Linked DNA regions of Sus scrofa: region 2 is linked to region 1. The links are chromatin contacts, called in public promoter capture Hi-C maps. All regions are on one chromosome and are shown on one strand. Each heading gives the region's core, a stretch centred on a gene start, on an enhancer-like site or on the middle of the called end of the contact. The rest is flanking DNA. Distances are from core to core; before and after follow the strand shown. Region 1 holds the start of SRRM1 (serine/arginine repetitive matrix protein 1). Region 2 holds the start of SYF2 (pre-mRNA-splicing factor SYF2).

The links. Promoter capture Hi-C pulls out the DNA fragments that hold promoters and counts their contacts.
Region 2: a promoter capture Hi-C map of liver shows a contact between it and region 1, with 5 times the contacts expected there. The contact joins the promoter of SYF2 here to the promoter of SRRM1 in region 1. A contact is called at or near these places in 2 of 5 promoter capture datasets (fetal liver and liver) and 1 of 2 datasets of contacts at active chromatin or transcription factors (alveolar macrophages).

The regions. Positions count from the first base shown.
Region 1 is chr6:82,307,882-82,310,838 of Sscrofa11.1, forward strand. It overlaps SRRM1 (serine/arginine repetitive matrix protein 1), which reads left to right and starts at 1,311. Exons shown (of 16, transcript XM_021095577.1): 1 at 1,311-1,606. The coding sequence starts at 1,586. It also overlaps the pseudogene LOC100522323.
Region 2 is chr6:82,842,156-82,845,110 of Sscrofa11.1, forward strand. It overlaps SYF2 (pre-mRNA-splicing factor SYF2), which reads right to left and starts at 1,329. Exons shown (of 7, transcript XM_021095593.1): 1 at 1,209-1,329; 2 at 876-986. The coding sequence starts at 1,235.

The sequences.
Region 1 (2,957 bases), core at 61-2,560:
AGAAGTTCAGGCCAAAGATGATGGTGCTTTGAACCTAGACGATAGCAGAGTGGGTTTCTTGATGGTTTGGCAGTGAGATGTGGGAGGAAGAGGAGTCCAGCTTTTTTTTTTTCTTTTTTAGGGCCACACCTTTGGCATACGGAAGTTCTCAGGCTAGGGTTCGAATGGGAGCTACAGCCGCAGGCCTATGCCACAACCACAGCAACAGGAGATCCTTACCCTCCTGTGCAAGGACAGGGATCGAATCCGTGTCATCATGGATACTAGTAGGGATTTGTTACCAATGAGCCACAATGGGAACTCCAAGAGGAATCGAGATTAACAACCAAGGCTTGTATCTTAAACAAAAGGAAAGATACTGCCATCAACTGAGGTAGGGAAGACTTTGGGAGGGACAGGTCGGGTTTTTGGCCTGGTGGAGGGTGGAGGGAGGGAGTTCCAGGCAGAACAGGAGAAACGAGGAGCCCAGTTCCTACTTATGTTACGTTCGTGACGTCTGTCCAAGCGGAAACATTGAACAGGACGTTGCCAATACATGTTCGAAGCTCAGAGGAGAGGCCTTGAGCTGGAAACCTATGAAGTTGTTGGCAGAATTGGTATTTGAAGCCAAGAGAGTGAATACATTGTGAACAAAAATCAGGAAAGGGAGGCAAGTGTGTGTTGGGGGGGGTGTGTGTGTGTGGTTACGTTACAAAAGATGGCTAGAGAAGGGTCACATGTTCCCTTTCAGAGAAAAAGAGAGTGCATAAAGGAAAGGAGGCAGAAGGCATCCGGTTGCAGGCCCTCGCAGCCAGAGCTGGGCCGGTGAGGCACACGTGAGCTCCGAAAGTCCCGAAGCCTGAAGGCCGGCTTCCTTTCCGTCAGACTCTGCCCGGGGGCCCCGGCTCTCATCAGCTTCCTGCCGGTTCCGAAACTCATCTAACGGACATTTCCAGCTTCTCCCCAAAGCTAAGGAGTTGTAGCGGAAGTCGAGGGTGCGGGACCAAAACGCAGATTTCATTCATAGTACAGAGCTCGACTACTTCAGGGCCGACCTCGATAACTGGAAACTCGTAAAAGCAACACAATCACAACTTTTCTAACGAAAGCGGAGGCCGCAGGCTTCTCCTCTGCGCAAGAGCGGCCTCACAAGCGTCACCCTGAGGTAACAGCCTTTCTCCACAAGCTCTCCATGGAGCCCCCCCCCGGGGGGGGGCAGAAAGCCGCCCCCACTACGGGTCGAAGGAAGGGTCAATTCACGCTGAGCGAACAAGGCTGGTTAAGCGCCACAAAAGGTTTTGCAGGGCGGGGCGACCGGACGACACTCTCTTGCTCGCTCCCATTGGCTGTGGTCGCGAGGCTCTCCTCAAGGACTGGCCACTGGAGAAGCTCGGAGTCCGGTAGCAGCCCGCCTCCCGGAACGCGCGTGCGCACACTTGGCGAGCGCTCTCCACACTGAGCAAGCGCGGCCTCGTGTCCGCTGGAAGGGCGGGTGGAGCAGCGCGAGCTGCGTCCCGGCGCTCGGCTTTCCCTGCCGGTCCCGCCCTCCGTCGCGGTGGCGCGGTGCACCTTGGGATAGGGAGCGATCTCCGAGCGAGGCAGCAAGATGGACGCGGGATTCTTCCGCGTAAGTAGGAGCGCGGGGATCTGGGGTGAGGTGAGGGGCTTATCGAAAAGGCCCAGCAGGAGGCCTAAACTCGAGATGGGGTGGCCAGCGAGCGGAGACTTCGAAGATCCTGAGGATCCTCGTTGCCAGTGGACGCTTCCCCACTACCCTGCGGCGGGGACCGGTGCGCCCCTGCGCAGTCTCCTCCTCCGGGATCGTCCCCCCTACGCGGCAGCGACGGTCGCCGGAAAATGGCGGCGGGAATGGGCCTGAGCGGTACCTTCCCGCCCGCCTCCCTGGCAGGGCCTGCAGGGAGAGCCGCGCGCCCCACCGGGTCCTGGGGCCTAGCGGACCCGCGAGGAGGAAGTCCCTGGGGGGAGGCCGGAGGGAAACCCTGAGGTGACTGGCGGCAGGAGGGCCCTGGGGAGGACAGGTTTGGGGGTACCGCCTCAGGAGAGCGGGTGAGAGGACCGGAAGCAGCCTTGAGCCGCTTTTCTTGAGAAAGCGGGCACCAAACCCCCTCCCCCCGCGCCTCGCGCGCCCTCCCTCTTGGTCTAAGCCTTCCCGAAGGCTCCGGGTCAGAGTTCGCGGGAGCTCCCGCCCAATTTGATAGCCCTTCAGGGAGGGGAATGCAGATAATTTGTAGTTAGAACGTTTGAGTCTGAGACTCCAGGCAGAGGGTGCAACAAAAAGTATGCGCGTTTGTGGAGGCAGGGGTATGGAGTGGATCTACTCTTCGTTCCCGCTCACCGCCCCCCACCCCCTGTGAACGTTCTCTTGAAAATCTTTTTGGTGAAAAGGTTCCTCTTGATTCTCGCCCATCACCTGGAGATGGGGACGTTTTCTCGTCGTAGTTGGCCCTCAGGGCCCATACTTTTACCGGGCGCGTGCTGGACTCTTTTGGTCCCCTTTTACACTCCCGTAGGACCCATTCGAGATCTCGATGGGTGGGAAGTGACACTGATTGGACTAGAGTTTGCAAATTCTTTTTAAGGCAGAACGGACCATATAGAGACCAGTTGATTTAAGTCAGAATCTGTAGTGCATATTGGCTCTTTCCATTCCCTGGAGCATGTTACATGCAGTTTCTGTGTGTTTAAAGGAAAAGATAAAAGAGGGTAAGACCGGGACTTTAAGATATGTCTTGACACTCCAAAGCTAGCATTGAAATGCCTTTTGTCTTGGCTTTAAATGTGCCAACTAGTTTTTCATTAAAGGTTGAAGTGTTATTCCAAGAATTTGATACAGCCGGTTGTTTGATTGTTCTTAGGTTATGCAAACAGTACTATAGTTATTTATGTAATGATCGTTTCCAGTGAGTTTATATCAAATTTTCACACTGCAGATGAACTCTCCATTTTGTGATTTCCAT
Region 2 (2,955 bases), core at 79-2,578, 530 kb after region 1:
AGCTGCTGGCCTACGCCACAGCCACAGAAACGCGGGATCCAAGCTGTATCTGCGCCCCACACCACAGCTCAGGGCAACGCCAGATCCTTAACCCACTGAGCAAGGCCAGGGATCAAACTCACAACCTCTTGGTTCCTAGACGGATTTGTTAACCACTGAGCCACAATGGGAACTCCGCCTTTGTGTAAATATTTTGGACATTTCATTTTTATGTTAATATCTTACTCATCTTTCAAGCAGTAGTTTAGGTGTCATCTCTTATAGGAGACACTCCCTGAGGTCCCCCAAACTGCAACAATATCTCCTCCTCTGCACTCCCAAGGTTCTTTGTTCCTATCTCAATTTTACAACATATATTTTTTAACAATATTTACAATATAATTTTTTAACAACAGTGTAATTTCTAGCCAGAAAATTCTCTCCTCGACTTAAGAACAGAGGCCTTATCTTACTCATCTGGTTCCCCACCAACTAGCTGAACTACTGACCCTACAGACTTTCCGAGATTTGCTGAGTACTTTTCAATGAAGCGACAACCAACTCTTGCTAACATGGACGAGTTTCTTCCATATATATTTCCCTAGATACAATGAAGAGTTTATACAAATCACACAGCAGGGAGGTTGTTAGTAAGATAAATGCCCAAACCAGCCCAACTAAGTTAAAACAGATGTGGGTGGGAGGAGGGCTGGAGAGAGCATGTCCCTTTCCAAAAGTGACTCCAATGTACTGCGAGGGTTGAGAACTACCGGAACGGAACTTTTATCCTGCCCTGCGGGCCTGTCACACGCGCGGGCGCGGCCTCCTCGTCCCTCCAGAAACGCGCACGGCCCCGGCCGGGTAAAAGGTCTCAGCGGGCCTCTCTGGCTACTCACCCGCTTCAGATGCAGTTCCCGGAATTTGCGCAGTCTCTGTTCGCGCTTCTGGGCGGCTAGCTCCTCGGGCCCCAGTGGGGGCTGCTGCTCTTCTGCGCCGTTCCCCGGCACCTACAGCGAGGAGGACAGGCTAGAGTGGGGCCAGTTCGACTTCTTCCCGGAAGGCCCAAGCGATTCCCCACAAGTCCCACCAGGCCGGAAGCTCAGAGCCGACCCAGACCCCACAGTAGCTGTACTTTCCTAGTCTGAAACACAAGCATCTCCTCCACCTCTCGCCCTTGCCAACCACCGGCGCCCTAACTAAAACCCCTGGGTAAGGCCGGCGTCACTTACCTTCTCGACCAGAGTAGCAGCCGCCATTACAGCCTTTCCTTTCCCACTTCCGGCAACAACTCGGAGCACTTCCGCCAGCCTTTGGACTGCCGCGTCAGTACAGGTTAGTAACTAGCGTAAGTCCCGCCCCTTCCAGGAAGCCTCAGGCAATTGGGACGAATCTTTGCCTCTTTCAGACGTGAGAGGTTTTCTATTGGGCAAGGCCTTGCGCAGCCGCAAAAGGCCCGGGGACGGGGAGGGGCGAGTTGGAAAAGGGTGTGAAGTGTTGCGGAAAGATTGACTGGGTAGGAATGGCCTAATGGGGGTACGGTGCAAAGTCGCCTCAACTGTGTATTGTACTCTTCAACGGAAAGGGCTTTCCCTTTAGCGCTTAGCTTCCGTGTCACCTCCTCCGAAGCAGGTCTTCCCTGACGACGCTGTTTCGCGTAGGCCCTAGGGACCGTCATATGGCAGTATTTTAAGATATTTTTCTCATCTGTTCTTTTTTCTTTTCCCCCAACGTTATAAACTGCAGGAGAGCAGGGCCTGTCCCGTCCTGTTCCTTCTTCCGTGCCTAGCAGGGAGACTGAGCCAGAATTAATAAGAGTTGAAGATATTAATATAATTCGGTAAGATTCTGGAAACAGGAGGAATATACGAAAATATTTTTTCTTCACTAAAACTTAATTAGAGGTGGAAATGAAAAAGTAATCCTCCAAATGAAAAGATACCTAGATATAAGATTTGAATGATAGCCGGAAGAAAGAAATGAAATAATTTGAAATACAGAAAGTTAAATTTCCAGGGAGTTCCCGCCGTGGCGCAATGGTTAACGAATCTCACTAGGAACCATGAGGTTGCAGGTTCGTTCCCCAGCCTTGCTCAGTGGGTTAAGGATCCGGCATTGCCGTGAGCTGTGGTGTGGGGCGCAGATACAGCTCGGATCCTGCGTTGCTGTGGCTCTGGCATAGGCTGGTGGCTACAGCTCCGATTAGACCCTTAGCCTGGGAACCTCCATATGCCGTAGGAGTGGCTCAAGAAAATGCAAAAAGACAGAAGAAAAAAAAAAAGTTAAATTTCCATTAATAACGAAGGGATTTCTGGTTGGAAGACAAAATATAAACATAATAGTACAAGGGTATCTCAGTATAAATGTGATGTTATTCTGTCAGAATCTCAGTGGGTTATTGTTTTTGTTTTTTGGAACTGGAAAATACCATGACAAAAATCTTTAAGTTCGGAGTTCCCGTCGTGGCTCAGAGGTTAACGAACCCAACTAGTATCCATGAGGACACGGGTTCGATCCCTGGCCTCACTCAGTGGGTTAAGGATCTGGTGTTGCCGTGAGCTGTGGTATATAGGCCAGCAGCTGTAACTCCGATTGGACCCCTAGCCTGGGAACCTCCAATGCCTTGGGTGCGGCCCTAAAAAAAACCAAAACAACCAACAACAAAACAAATATTGCGGGTAGTATTAATGACCAGGGTTCTTAGACTGTGTAATCAGTAGAAATTGATAAGAGGACAGATGAGAAATTCAGGCATGACTTTTATTAGGATTTGTACTGCAGCAGGAAGGAGTGAAAACGAGAAATAGGTGCCCTTGCTTGTTCCCTGAGGGGGACAGGGAGCTGGTCCTTTATTTGGGGTGAGGGTAGGAGCTGATCCATGTGTCCCCGCTGAAGGGGCTGCCTAGGTGGTCGGCCCAGCCCCTTGGTGGCGCTGTGTGCAGGGATCATGCACAGTACTCTGCTTTTGCTCCCAACACC